Regions from separate parts of the Triticum aestivum genome. Here region 2 is linked to region 1. Evidence: chromatin contacts called from public HiCAR-type data. All regions are on one chromosome and are shown on one strand. The core of a region is the stretch at or near the end of the contact, and the rest is flanking DNA. Distances in the headings are between cores, read along the strand shown.

Region 1 (7,360 bases), core at 3,495-5,994:
GTCTCAACCGTGCGAGAGACACAGAGAAACAAGCCAACAGACCTGGGCCTCTTTTCCAAAGAGACAGGCCACTGGACCTGGATAAGGGCCTTAGTAGAGGCCTTGTTGACACTCGAGAAGCCCATTCGTTAATCAGCAGGCCCAGACCACCCGCAAAAAAAAGATCAGCAGGCCGAAACCGGAACACACTTCACTTCCAGCCCAGCAAGCAAACAGACGGGAAAAAGGGGAGACAGGTCAAACGCAAGCTTTGCGTGCGTTTACCAGAGCCGTAAAGTTTGACCCGGAGACGCCGTCAATGGTCTGACGGCGCGAACAGATTTGGAAGCTGTGGCTGGCACCCAGAGAGAGAGAGAGAGAGGGGAGGGCTAAACGGGGCGGGACAGGGGACTAAAGACAGTGGTTGGGCGCGGCAGAGGCAGACGAGATTATCATCTCTCTGGAGCGCTGGGGCGCATGTGCGTGCGTGCGAGCTGGCCTCGCACGCAGACGCAGGTGCCGGTTGCAGCGGCGCGCACGACAGAACTGGATGCCCGGAACGGCACAACAGCGACGGCCACGGCTGAAATTATTCTAGACCCCGCCCCGCCCCGCCCCGCCCGCCGGAGGAGAAGAACCAAGGAAGGAAAGAAAAGGTGGTACCGCCGCAACGCAAGCGGCCGCGCTGTAAAGGTGGCACGAGGCGTACGCTTCCACCAGCACGCTCCAGGGGAATCCATCCATCCACCCTTCCTTCGATGGCTGCTACGAGTGCTAGCCTCCTAGCCGTCCAGGGTCAGCAGAAGGAAGCTTCACGCAACGCAACACTGCACGGCAGGGAGGCTGCTGCTGATGATTTCGTCCAGGTAGCAAAGCGTCCTCGTGCCTGTGGCCCTGGTGGAGAGGAGGAACGTTTCTCCCTGTGTTTTTTCCCTTTTTCCATTGGCGCACGGAACGGTCAGCGAGTATCGGCGGCAGAGTTGTGTCGGGCTGGGTCGCTCGCCGCCGCCAAGTGGCCAGGCGAACAAAATGTAGCGTAGCGTCGGGTCGTACTGCTGCTACGGGAGCGGGACTGGACCGGACCGGACGGAGCGAAAGGCTTCTCTGACCCGACCCGACGGCAAAGACCGGTCCAAGAGAAGGCACTGGCTCAGCGAGCACGCGCCGATCGGCACGTGTGGTTCTACCGCTACTACTTCTTCTCTGCCTTGCAAGGGACAGCAGGGGTTCCTTTCACGGCGGGAAGCAAAGCTCAGGAGCAAGTGCCTGCGAATTCACTCCTCCAAATCAGCTTGCTTTGTTTCAACAAAAATCTGGGCTTGCAATACAAACACAAACACGATAACGCAAACGAGATCCGTGGCGATTCAATATGTTTCGCTGCTCCGAAAGAAGCTTTTATATGGTAAGCGCCGCCATCTGAACTCACGGCGCACCACCATTCGGTTCTCGTTCCAGAAATCCAGGGGCAATGTAAGATGGATGCCACCACACAGGAAGAAGCATGTATGCAAATCTAAATGCCCAAAACAGAAGAAGAATGTATGCCTTACGGATCACAAATACGGTTCAAACAAATGGTCGGTCAGAGAGATAGCTCACTCAAAAAGATTAATAAACAGCAGTTGGCAAATGCATCACTTCCTTTTAACCTTACTAATGATATATATGTTGCCTTATTGCAACATTGCTAATAGAGGATGACATCAATTTGCTGAAATAGCTTAGAACAGAACATGGAGAATCAATCAGCTAGGGGATAATTCAATGATAGAGTAAAACCATGAGGAGACTTACTTCTAGGCTAGAACAACTACAGGCAGAAGGGGGGTCGACAACTCCCAGGAAACTTGCCACTAAATGGCCAGTAAATTGATCTAGTTTTGAAAACTACCTCCTGCTTTGACACTCCATCAGAAACAGAACAACTCAAACTCGACTCAGTTGACTAACTCAAACATCAGTACATGGAAACATGATCTAAAACACCAAGCCAAACAAACCCACAAGCGAACCAGCACAACTAAAACTAGAACAATACCAGCATCTAATAGCACATACAAATTCACGACCAGCAAAACAACATATCTTTACCAACTTACAAGCTGATAACACAATTCAGAGAAGCATATCATGAAGCAAACTGGATGAATAAGAGACATGGCAGTGAATTGATAAACATGCTCTAGTTGCAGCCAAAGATAAAGCAAGTACTGCTTAACAGGTTGTTCATCATCAACAGTGAAAGGCGAGCATTCTGGAAGTTGTTTCTAGATTATTAATATAACACTGTTTTTGCATAGTCTCGTATCTTTGAAATCACGAGCTGTTGATCCAAATTGCAAATGTAGAAATGGATTAGCAAGGAAAACAGAAGTATTAGAACTCAAGGGTTACATGAGTGCTGCCGCTCAGCAGATGTCCAGTTAACTGGGCAGAAGGCATAAATCGCTACGAAGAATCAGGGCTGGAGCAATTGAACGGGCTGCCTTTGTGCATACTATCATCCTTCATAAATATCCACTGCATCCAATCTTTATTCAGTGGACTCAGCAACCCATCACGGCGCAGTTATACACGAAGTTCCCGGATTGCCGTGTGGCAACCAAATTCCACACAGGCGGTTGCCCATCGGGAACCCATGAATTAAGCTCAATGATGCCACCAATAGAAGTCCTTGGGCCTCCAATGACAATCAGCCGGTCACCACAGGCTCGGAAAGCAAGGCCCCATCCATTCATTGACACAGACCGTTCGGGCAATTTCCCAAGAGCGATCCACTTATTATTCAGCTTGTCATACTTCTTCACATCCTTCTCACTGTAATCAGCCGCATAAAGCTGATTGTTGACAACTGCAATGAGTGGAGGAGCACCGGTCACTCCATTGAGGCCCTCAGACATGTTCTCAATGACCCTCCACGACCCCCGATTCAAGTCATATTCCTCACCACATGTCAGTACCTGGTTGTTGTTGGTAACACCACCGATCACATAGAACTTGCCATCCAAGAACACACCAGAACACATCTTCCTAGCCCTATTCATGCTGGGAAGGGGTGTCCAAGTGTGTGTCACAGAGTCATACATCTCTGCAGAGCTCAGGATCTTTCCAGAAGCATCGGTGCCTCCAGCGACATACGCCTTCTCACCAACGCTTGTTGATCCAAACAAGCACCGGGGAGAGTTCATGGGATCAGCCCTTGTCCATGAATTGGTCAGGATGCTGTATCTGAAGACAATGTGTGCCATCCCAAACACAAGCAGCTCGGTGCCCACGGCCAGGGACTCCTTGTCAGAGCACATGAAGCATTCATCCGGTGGCATCTTGGGCACCTGGATCCAGCGCTCCCTGTAGGGGTCATAGGCGTCCCACTCCAGGACATTGCAGGAGAAGTAGACCCAATGCTCGGCGAAGCCATTCTGCCGCCGCAGGCGGTAGATCTCCCCGTTGCGCACCAGGGAGTTGAAGTCCCTGTTGAGGGAGGCGACGGAGCCATAGTCCGACCTGGAGAGCCGGAGCAGGCAGTTGATGGAGAGGTCCCGGCCAATCTCGCCAATGAGATTGGCCCCAGAGCCTTGCTGTTCCCCTCCGCCGCTGCCTGAGGAGGCATGGCGGCTGGAGCCGTGGCTCTCGGTGATGTCCGGCGTGTGCGGCTGCGGGGAAGGCGACTTGCTGCGCTTCCCGCTGCTGCCGCCGGCGTCTACCTCCTCCATGTCCTCCGCGCCGAAGTCCTCCGGCGCGGAGCGCTTGGTGCCGCTGAGGAGGAACGCCCAGTCGGAGTCCGGGTCGCAGTAGCTGGGCAGGGAGCGCGAGACGAGGCAGGATTTGCCCTCCAGCATCATGGCTTCTCCTCCCCCTCCCTTTGCTCGCTGCTCCCGGACGACGGCTTATTATCCTCTCGGATAAGATTGATCCGGAAAGGGAGAAATCTGGGCGTGCTCGCTGATCTCCTAGCCGCGATCTGCAACAATAATGGAATGGAATTAACAGGGGAGGGGAGGGAGGAAAGTAAGCGCGGAGGAAATCGGCGAGAAGAAACGGATCAGGAACAGGGGCATTTGAGATCTGAGAGGGGCGCGTGAAGAAAACAAGGCGTAAAAATCGAATCTTCCGGCGAGAACCCAGCCGATCCGCCGCCCCCCCCCCCCCCCCCCCCCCCCCCAACCAAATCTTCCCTCCACCCTCCGCGGCGGCCCCGCCGGGCGACCCGAATCCAGGCGGAGAAGCAGGGGTCCAATCCAGTCCAACCCAATCCAACAGAAAAAGGAAGAACACGCGCGGGAGGGGCAAGAAAGAATCACCTAACAACAAGAAGAACAAATCGAACCCATGGCAAGATCACGCGCGGGCCCGCCCGAGGAAATCCGGACTGGAAGATCGCGGCCGGCGGCCCAATCAGCGCGCCCCCATGGCCGCGGCGCCCGAGAAATCCCCTCCCCCCACCACCAACTCCTACCAGATGCGCGAGCGAGCGAGCGAGCAAGGAAGCGAGCGAGGATGGATTTATACCTGTAGAGAGAGATAGATGGATGGCTCTATCTACTGCTGCCACTTGGTTACAACTGCCCCTTCTAATGCTTCTGGCCCTGCTGCAGCCCTCTGCCGCTGCCCCTCGCCCCCCGCCTCTCTCTCCTCTCTTGTAGTCCTCCTCCCCTCCCTCGCCTAGAGTGTGCGCCCTGCCCTCCTCCCTCCCCCGCCCCCCTCTCGTGCGCGGTACTACTTGGGGAATTGGGATTCGCCTCTCGCTTTATTTCTTTCCCTTTTTATTCCCCCGTTTTTTCCCCCTCCCCCGGCGCCTTTCCCCTCCGTCTGTTTTGGCTCGTCGGAATTGGAAACCGGGCAGGCCGCAGAAATAGAAAAATGCCCCAGCGGCCACCGGCCAGCTCACCTGAAGCTGAGGTGGACTCACTCCCTCTCCCTCCCACTCTCTCTGCCTGTACGCCCACACGTCTCCCGCGTATCTATCTATCTTTTCCTCCCCCCCCTCGCTCGCTCGGTCGCCGCCCCCTGCCTGCCTCATCTGATTGGCAGCAGTATAAAATTATCCCTTCGCCTCGTGAAACAATTTTCTTTCTTTCTTTGTTGCTGTCCTTGTCCCGGCCTGAGGGGCTATTTGCTCGTCGTTTGCACGGGCCGTTTGCGCCAGCCGACCTCGGGGTCGCTTTGGTTATTTGCTAGGACAAGTGTGCTTATTGTAATGGCATATGCGTTTGTCTTGTGAGATGCTGAGCTTATCTACACTTCTTTTGAAAATGCATCAGCTCTGGTGAGCTTGGAGGATCTTGTAGTATGGTGTGGGATGACAACTCTTTTTTTCGGATGGCAAGTTTCAGTTCTTTTTTTAGTTTTGTTTTTTTCTGTTCGGATGACAACTTTAGTTGTAGAAACGTTAGGGTGGGGTTGCTTGGTATCACACGTGTGGCACTTATCATTTAGGTAATTTTAGGAGGCACCCAAACTAACTACTCGAGCTCACACGTAAACCAGGTTGCTTTAGCGCCGTTTTGGCATGACGGTTCTTATTTTGGAACAGGTCCAACATCTCCGTGAGTGACATGTGCGCTAGAGTGCTCGACCCGAGTGACATGTACTCCTTCTATAAAGAAAAAAATTAGCTGGTTAATTACTGCCAAAGAAACAATTGAAAAATCGAAAAGGATAGCCTCGCTTGTTAAGATAATCAAGAGCGACCCCACGAGAAGCCCTACACATGCTTGTTAGCTCGTGCAAATACAGAACACAATGAATGTAATGATTGTGGGCGTTCTCAAAAACGTTTCTTCAATGTCCTCCGTCATGGTCGCCGAGATAAATGGGGAAGCTTCTATATGAGTTTTTGACTGGCACAAAGCATTTGAAATCGATCATACCATGAGAGGAGCCCTTTTCCCTGTATTCCCATCATCGGATATGTCATGTAAACTTAATTAATGAGAAGAGACAAAGCTTTTGTGCACGTTTAAAATAAAAAATGTAAGTTAGGAGCATGTAGTGTTCTCGAGGGGATTACCTTGTTGACATAAAACGCATGAGCTGGTGCATGTGTGGTGTGGAATCTTATACGACGATGACTGTTACACAAAACTACAAACAAACATATGTACAATTGATTTATGTACCTTGAACAAAAAGGGATCACTTGCACTAAAAAGTATAATAGGATGCACCGAAACTATAGCTTGAACTCGCAAGCCAAAATGCTTTCCCCCTTGGCCCTATTGGGTGATTGGCAACGCTATTCCCCTGTCTTGGCCTGAGAGGCTATTTGTCCGTCATTTGCACAGCCGTATGTACCAGCTCGAGGTCGGTTTAGCCAACTTGGTTATTTGCTATGACAAGTGTACTTATTGTACTGGTATTCGTTTTGTCTTCTCATGCTGAGTTTGTGTCGTACTCCCTCCGATCTAAAAACTTTTATATTTCTTTACAGAGGGAGTACTTATCTAGGTTTCTTTTGAAAACTGCACAAAACTATACAAGAACACTTCTAATTACCTAAAAAATCATCAGCTCTTGTGAGCTAGGAGGATCTTGCAGTGTGGTGTGGGAGCTTATATCACTGTGGATCTTCCAAAACTACAAGAAAATAAACTTAAGAGCAAACCTAATTGATTTATGTGCCTTGGGGGGGGGGGGGGGGGGGATAGTTGCACAACATGTATAATACATTTTAGGATGCACCCAAACTAACAACTCAAGCTCACACACAAGCGAATCAACCTGTGGTTGAGTTGGTTAGGTGGACAGTGGTATCCCCAACCCACCAGGGTTCAAATTCTGGTGCTCGCATTATTCCTGGATTTATTTCAGAATTTCCGGCGATACGCTTTCAGTGGGAGGAGATGTTTCCGTCGACGACGAGGCGCCTACGGTGACTTCGTAAATCTCAAGATGATATGCCGGCTCAGTCTCTCGAGGTGCTCATAGGGGTAGGGTGTGCGTGTGTGCGTTCATAGGGGTGAGTGTATGCGCGTGTATATGAGCGCTTGTGTCTGTACTGATGCTCAAAAAAAAAGCTCACACACAAGCTAAATTGCTTTAGCGCTGTTTTGGCATGACTATTTTTATTTCGGAAAAGGTCAAACATTTGGCGAGTGTATGTGAGCCAAGATGATGGGCCCATGCGGGAATTTAGTGAAATGTAAACATATGTAAAAATTGTGATGCAATTTTTATAAATAAAATAACCATCAGTTGGTTACTTATTGCCAAAAAATAGTTGGAAAATCAAAAGGAATAGCCTCGTTTAAAATAAAATCAAGAGTAGTGGCCAAGGGTCAACTCATTCAAATATGGAACATAATAAATGTAATGAATGTGCGCATTTTCAGAAACATGTGGTGCAATGGTAGACACACAAGGTTGCGTACCTGCCCAC
Region 2 (7,360 bases), core at 2,513-5,012, 290 kb after region 1:
CTTTTTTAATCTTGACGAGACGTAGCTTTTGGAGATCAATGTGATGTGCGTTGCAGTCTGCCTGCTCGGCGTCCATAATTAGCAGGCGCGCCACACCTAGCTAGTTAGAGTATGTTGTTTACATGGGGTCCCGGTGAATCAAAACACTATAGCGTGCAGTCGATTTACCGGATGAGCGACAAATGTTGCAACCTCAACGATGTACTGTACTACACAACCAATTGGAATTCTTTTTGAGGGCAGATCCCTTGGTCACTGGGGTTATGATCTCCGTTAGTAGTGCCCACTGGGTTGATTACCCCTGTCAATGCGTGGGATTAAGGGATCTGCCCTAAAAAGAAGTGCCCTCTCCCATCTAGTAGCATGACACCACCAAGTGCAACAAACGCTTTAATCTTTTTTTATCCCCGTTTCCCCCCTTTCCGTTCCTCCTTTGAGGCTCCCGGCCTAAAAATTCCCTCCCCAACTATACCACTGCATACTTTAGCAAATTGGGGCGGGTGATGACAACTTAACCCACCAATGGCCGGGGAATAAATTCTTAAAGCCCAAACTTTCTCGATGGTGGAATCGGGGGAAAAGAAAGAACGAACGAAAGAAAGAGAGCCTGAGGGGAAAAGGAATTAATAAAAGAGGCACAAATGCACGCAGCATATATCCGCCGGTCGCTTACCACGGAAGAATCAACGGAGGAATATGATTTCATTTCCTCCCCGGCCGTGTCAATGCGTAGAAAATTGCGGCACCGTGGAATCAACCCACAGTGTCAAGAGATAGAGCCGTGTCACGACCAAACTCCGTTCGTCTTCTATTTGACCCTGCTACAGAACAAACGAACGATTCCGACGGCGTTCGAAAAACAAACAAACGATTCCAACGTGGGCGCCTGATTTTGACACGGGATAAATATACTACTCGTATTTGTATATGCAGCCGGCCCCGGCCAGTACCACAGCTACGGCTACCAATATGGCACTACTGTAGTTTTCTAGCTATATAGGTAGGAGAATGGTACGCGAGTAGGTTGGGCTGGGCTGGGTTCAAAGCCAAAGAAAAAGACTGTAGCGCTATAGGGCTGTGCGTGCGTGCGTACGCGCTGCGAGTGGCGACAAGGCCTCGCTAGGTAGAGGCAGAAGAAGTGGGAACGGAGGCGCTGCAGGGTGAGAGAGGCGAGCGGCCCCATGGACGGCGGCACGTGCACGTACGATGGGTAGATCGGCCTCGGTGGTGTGGCGTGAGCTGTGCGCCTGTGACCACCCACCCTCTCTCTCTCTCTAATAAAGCGACTTATTTGGCTTGAGGAGCTCACATGTATGTACGCCTAACTAACCGCCCGGCTATGTGTGCGATGCGATGCGACGTGATATTTTCTTTCTACGCAAGCATGTTCAAGGCCCACCTGATCTCGCTATCCTTCCACCACACCTGGCGGCAGCGAGCGGGCCCAATGATTTCATTGCGCTGCATGCTCATGCTCATGCGTGCACGCGGTGGCGGCTTCTTCTTGCGTTTGCGTTTGCGTTTGCGTTTGCTGGCAGGGCAGAGGCTCGGATTAAATGTCACTTCAAGGGAAGGGGAGGGCTTGCTTTTCATTGAGCGATCCGTGCAAGACTGGTGAACACCACCACGCCAAGGGAGTAGGAGTGGTACTACTAGTACGATTCGCTCGATCCATAGGCTGGCTTTTCGGGGGAGTTTAGCTTAGCTACCTTCCTTGCCCTTGCCTTCTGTTTGAAGCCACCCTTGACCTAAAATTATTCAATGCATCTCAGGCCGGTACTACGTACTACTCCTGTGTGGAGTACTATAGTACTGTGTGGAGTGTGGAGTAGATATATAAAATCTGTTTTACTTTCCCTTTGGTGAACCGATCAGCCACGAACAGGCCCCAACCATTCATTTTTCAAAGACGGCCGTTTGTCGATCGAGATCGTCGTCGGCCTTCACCGACGCAACGCTCCAGCGGGCCGCCGGTGTGCACGGCGGGGTCGATCGTGACAGATAGAAGAAGAAAATGCCGTAAAAAAATTTAGAAGAAGAAAAAACGACACTGACACTTTTTTGTACTACGTATCAAAAGTGGCTGGCGAGGAAATGATAATGGGCCAGGCCAGTCCGGAGGCGCCGCTTCCCACCAGCCTAGCTAGAAAACTCTGGTCGTGTACGTTGGCGTCGCGCCGGCCGCCGCCGCCGCCGCCGCGTGACCTTTTTTCCTCCCACCGCGGCCCACCCCTGTCCAATCCGTCGCCGTATACGCGCACGCACGTACGTAGAGGCGCGGTGACTGATGTGCCGGCGCGGTTGGTCCAGGTGTCGATATCCATCCAACCGTCGCGTGGGTGTCCATTCCGTTGATGTGGTCCGCCCCCGCCCGCCCGCCGCCGCGCCCACACGGCCAGCACACGCGATCGGAGCGGTCGATACGGCGGCCGGCGACGCCGACGCGTTTGGTTGGGTTCGGTTAGGTTTGTCTTCCCATGCCGATGGCTCGAGCCGGTCAATCCAATCGTCCTGTCGTCACCTCACCGCCGATGGGGACGTCGTACCGAACCCACCCCACCCCGCCCCACCCAGATCGATCCATCCGCTCGCCAACGCAGAATAATTCATGCAGTACGATACGAGTGGTAGTAGTACGTGGACTCTGCCTCTCTTCAGGAAAACTACCTGTACTGCTACCACCACCACCACCACCGCGGTACCACCCACCACACCGCCCTTGCTGTTCTCCCCCGGGCCGGGCCCCGGCGAAGATCGACACGGACGGGCAGAGCGGGTAGGGTTGCGCGGTACGCCCTGCGATGCTGATCCGCTGATGCGGGCAGGGGCGTGGCTGGCTCTGAAACCCTCGGCTCTCATGTGCATGCGTGCGTGCGTCCTCTCCTCTGGCTCGCAGATCGGAGGAAATGCAACGGCTGGGCAGACGGATTCAATGGGGTTGGTCGCTCCTCCCTGAATCTTGATGGGCTAGCATGCCCATGGCCCATGGCCGGGGTGTGGTCCTGGAAACAAACGTAGCGGAGATGTGTGAGCGCGAGCCCGTGGACCGGCAATAAAGGCGCGTGTACCGCCACTACCACTCTGCTGTCTGTTTGCTTCGGCCCGCCTGCAGCTGCGCTCCTCGCCTGGCAGCAGCTGATGATGATACAGAGAGAGTACTGGCACGGCCACACCGACGCCGTCTTGGACGGTAGCTCGACCCGTCTGAGTCATTGTGCGTGTTCTGACGTGGAGTACGCACGCAGCGCACACGAGGCGTGACGAGGTCGCTGGATGGCGTTGGCGCCTGGTCATGTGGCCGGGCTGGCGCCCAACTGGGCTGGACAGGGAGAGGGACTGCCGGCGCTGGGTTCACGACGAAAACGATCGGGATTCATCTGCTGGCGCTTTTCGCTGCCTGCGCGCACGGCCGTGGCTGCACGCCCGCCGCCGTCTCCGTCCGTCCGTTGGAGGGATGGGGACGCACGCACGCACGTACGTACCCCGTGTGGTGCGACGGCGGTTGGGTGGGTGGGTGGGTGGTTGGGGCGTGGCTCTTGCCTGGTCGCGTTCGCGTCCCACGCGGCTGCGGTCTCCGGCGCCAGCCGCGTGCCGCGATGGGCTGCGTTGAATCCGTCAGCCCCCCTCAAAAAAAAAAAAGAGAATCCGTCAGCCCAAGCTCCCTCACGCACACACGCGACCGGGCCGCGCCTACGAGCTATAATGCTATGGGTTGCCCATTTCGCCGATTAAAGGCCCATCTTTAATTTGCCTTTAAACTGAACCTTAACGGCCGTCACAAAGCACCTTACCGGCCCATCGAGCTAAGGAATTCAGCCCAGTTTAGCCCAGTTGAAGCCGGCACGCTCCCCACCCCTGGCTTCGTCTCGGCGGAGGGGCGTTGGTGCCGCCGCGCCCAGATCGCCTCCGCAGTTCCGCTCCCTCTCTTCGCTTGTCTCTCTGCCCCTCTGCCGCGAGTGGCGTTCTGTCTCGGTCCTATCCAATGGCGCGACCTCCCGCCGCCATCTCCCCCAAAATGTCGCCATCTCCCGCTAGGGTTTCGCTGTAAGTTCCCCCCTTCGCGCAATCTGGTGTTCTTATAAATCGGTGCCCTGCTTTTATTACGGTGGTAAGATATATTTTGCCGCCTAGGATTTAGCTTACTTTTGTGTTTCGCTCGCTAGAGCTACGCCTGTGCTCGCTATCATCAAATAGTCAATGCTGATAATTATGCTGCGGTTACCATTTCCTCGAAATGCTGTTGCTGCGCTTGGATAATTCCATGCCTAGGTGCTTAGGTGGTTGCATTAATGGCCTATGTTGGTAGAGACACCCTAATTATCAGGATGTTGATCATGGCATGTGCTATTAATAATACAGAAAGGAATGGAGCCCCCAGACCGCTTCATATATTCAAACTGATAAAAGTTCAGTACGAACAGTGAGATGTCCATCCTCGGAAATCAGAAAGGTCTTCCTTGCTAATCGAACGGATCAAGTGCCCTTTTACAAACTCTGGGTGTGTCCACACAAACAAAGGATTCAGGAAACAAAATAAAATAAAATAAAATTGCAGGGCCAGTTTGATCTTAATTGGTGTTTGCGAATGATTGCTTGATCCAACTTCAAAAAGGCTTTCATGTTGTATTAGTGCATTTGTATATCAAATACCTTTTTGTTCGCTAGGGAATCATGTGTTGATGCACTTTTAGTGAGATACGGGCCAGAATGATATATAGTACGAAGCGGAGACTAATCGATATATTCAGACTACCTACCTTTATTGAGGGATGATGTGGAGTGACAGAGTAGGAAACAAAAACTAAATGAGACCGTATAGTTTCTTTATTACTAACCTTACCGTGTGAATTCTGGTTCTGCAAGTGCTATGTGTTTTAACCATGGAAAGATTTAACTATGTTGCTCTAGAGTCTAGATGTTGGGCTGGTACATTTAGCTGAATATTACTTAAGAAGCTATTAGATTGGTAGGTTTAGCTACTGATTTGGAACCTCCCTGACCTGCAGTAGGAAGCTACCACGTGGGTAGATTCAGCTACTGAAACCTCCACTGACCTGCACTATAGATTGCATTTAACAGTGCTGTTGAACCTGCGGTTTAGATCACGGGTTCAGGGAACTTCTTTCTTGTAAACAAATGTAAAGGTTCATTTACTAGTTATCCAATCATTGAGAATCAAGCTTCTCTGATTTTGAATATGAATATGTGGTAGGTTTCGTGTAAAGGGGAGCTTGTTTGCATGCAGACATACATTATGCTGCAATTATGTCTCAACAAATTTTACCCACTCACAAAACAACATTTGGGACTACCAATGCCATGGCTACAGTATCCCTCTAAACAACACTTCTGTACTTGTTAAATTACTCGAATGTAACTATCCCCCATTTTCTGGAACCAACAATTTTCACATCTATGATCCATAACTAAAAATGCATTAGTAAACTGCAGGGCCATGCTAGGAAATCGGAAAGGTCTTCCTTGGTATGGATGGACCAAGTGCCCCTTCCAAACTCTGGGTGTGTCCACACGAACAAAGCAGTCAAGAAATTTGATATGTCAATTGCAGGGCCAGTTTGATCTTAATCGATGTTTGCAAATCATTGCTTGGTCCAACTCCAAAAAGGCTTCCGTCTTCTATGAGTTCATTTGTATATGATCCGCCTTTTTGTTCGTTAGGGAATCATGTTTTGATGCACCTTTAATGAGATACAGGGCATTATGATATATAGTAGGAAGCGAAGACTAAATGATATATTCAGACTACCTACCTTTGTTTGAGAGATGCGACAGAGTGACAGAGTAGGAAGCAAAAACTTGATGATATATTCAGACGGCCTAGTTTCTTTGTTACTAACATTACTGTGTGAATTCTAGTTCTGCAAGTGCTATGTGTTTTAACCATGGAAAGATTTAACTATGTTGCTCTAGAGTCTAGATTCTGGGCTCGTGCTTTTATCTCTATGTTAACTAAGAAGCTATTACATTGGTAAATTTAGCTACTGATCTGGAACCTCCCATGACCTTCAGTAAGTAGCTACTACATAAGTCGATTCAGCTACTGAAACCTCCAGTAACCTGCAGTATAGGTTACATTTAACGATGCTGTTGAACCAGCAGTATAGATCATTTCTTGTAAACAAACGTAAAGGTTCATTTACTAGTTATCCAATCATTGAGAATCAAGCTTCTCTGGTTTTGAATCTGAATATGTGGTAGGTTTTGTGTAAAAGGGAGCTTGTTTGTGTGCAGACAGACATTACGCTACACATAGGCTGCAATTATCTCAACGAATTTTCATTCTCTTCTACTCTATTCAGCCTGTACTACCACTCACAAAACAATATTTGGGACTACCAATGCCATGGTTACAGTATCCGTCTAAACAACTTTTGTACTTGATAAATCACCCAAATGTAACTATCACCCGTTCTCTGGAACCAACAATTTTCACATCTCTGATCCATAACTAAATATGTGTTAGTAAACTGAAATGCATGGCTTGGTGAAAACGATTCTTGAATATAGATTCACCTGTTGAACTAGAATTCTCAATCTTGGACCTCTTGATAAACATGAAACCAAATAGATTTTCTAGTCTAGCTATATTTTGCTGTTTTTTTTTAGAAATTTTGTTGCATCAACCCAGTAGCTATAAGCCTATAATCATGTTTACTAGATTGAGTAATAAATTATTGAAGGATACACACATATTTACTGATTAAGTATTTTAGCATGTAAAATATGTATACTGATCGCATCAGAACCGGAAATTGTAACCAAATACTTCAAAGATGTTTGCATATTGATCGCAGATGCAATTTTCTTACTGCTTCTGGAGAAGAACTTTTACCAAGTATTAAGTATGAACCCTTCTGTGTGTGTGAGTTATGATGTAATCTATTTACCTAGCAAAAATAAACTTAAACGGATGAGAGTCGTGGCTCCAATTATTTATGGCCCCCCTTGCCTAATACGTAAACCTTGGCAAAACAACAAAATAATATTAACATATGTGGTGTCAGCACAGGTGCATACTTCATTGTTTATCGTTTTCCTCTAAAAATTGTAATGTGGTTGGAAAGAGTGCGATTTCTGGACACCCCCCCCCCCCCCCGGTACATGCATTTTTGCACGCTTGTTTTTATCAAGAACAACATGCACTTTTGCACGCTTAATTTTATCTGGTCCATCCTAGTTTGGATATTTGAGTTTATGCTCATGTCGTTGGAGAAACTAACATTTGGGAAATTCAGATGGTATTTTCAACAATGAATGGAAGAACCGTACGGAATATTCAGTGCTAGGGTCAGTCGAAAAAAATATTCAGTGCTAGGAGTTTATGTGGTCAATCAACTTG

Evidence for each region. HiCAR-type assays count read pairs that join an accessible place to other places.
Region 2: a contact with region 1 is called in a HiCAR-type map of leaf, with 9 times the contacts expected there. The contact joins the promoter of LOC123084765 here to the promoter of LOC123084764 in region 1. A contact is called at or near these places in 3 of 5 Hi-C or Micro-C datasets (all in leaf) and 1 of 1 datasets of contacts at active chromatin or transcription factors (leaf).

Annotation. Positions count from the first base shown.
Region 1 is chr4A:10,586,741-10,594,100 of IWGSC CS RefSeq v2.1, forward strand. It overlaps LOC123084764 (F-box/kelch-repeat protein SKIP11), which reads right to left and starts at 4,745. Exons shown (of 2, transcript XM_044506260.1): 1 at 4,492-4,745; 2 at 2,235-3,943. The coding sequence starts at 3,824. The coding sequence ends at 2,529.
Region 2 is chr4A:10,877,024-10,884,383 of IWGSC CS RefSeq v2.1, forward strand. LOC123084765 (transcription factor ILI6) reads left to right here and starts at 3,763. Exons shown (of 5, transcript XM_044506263.1): 1 at 3,763-4,044.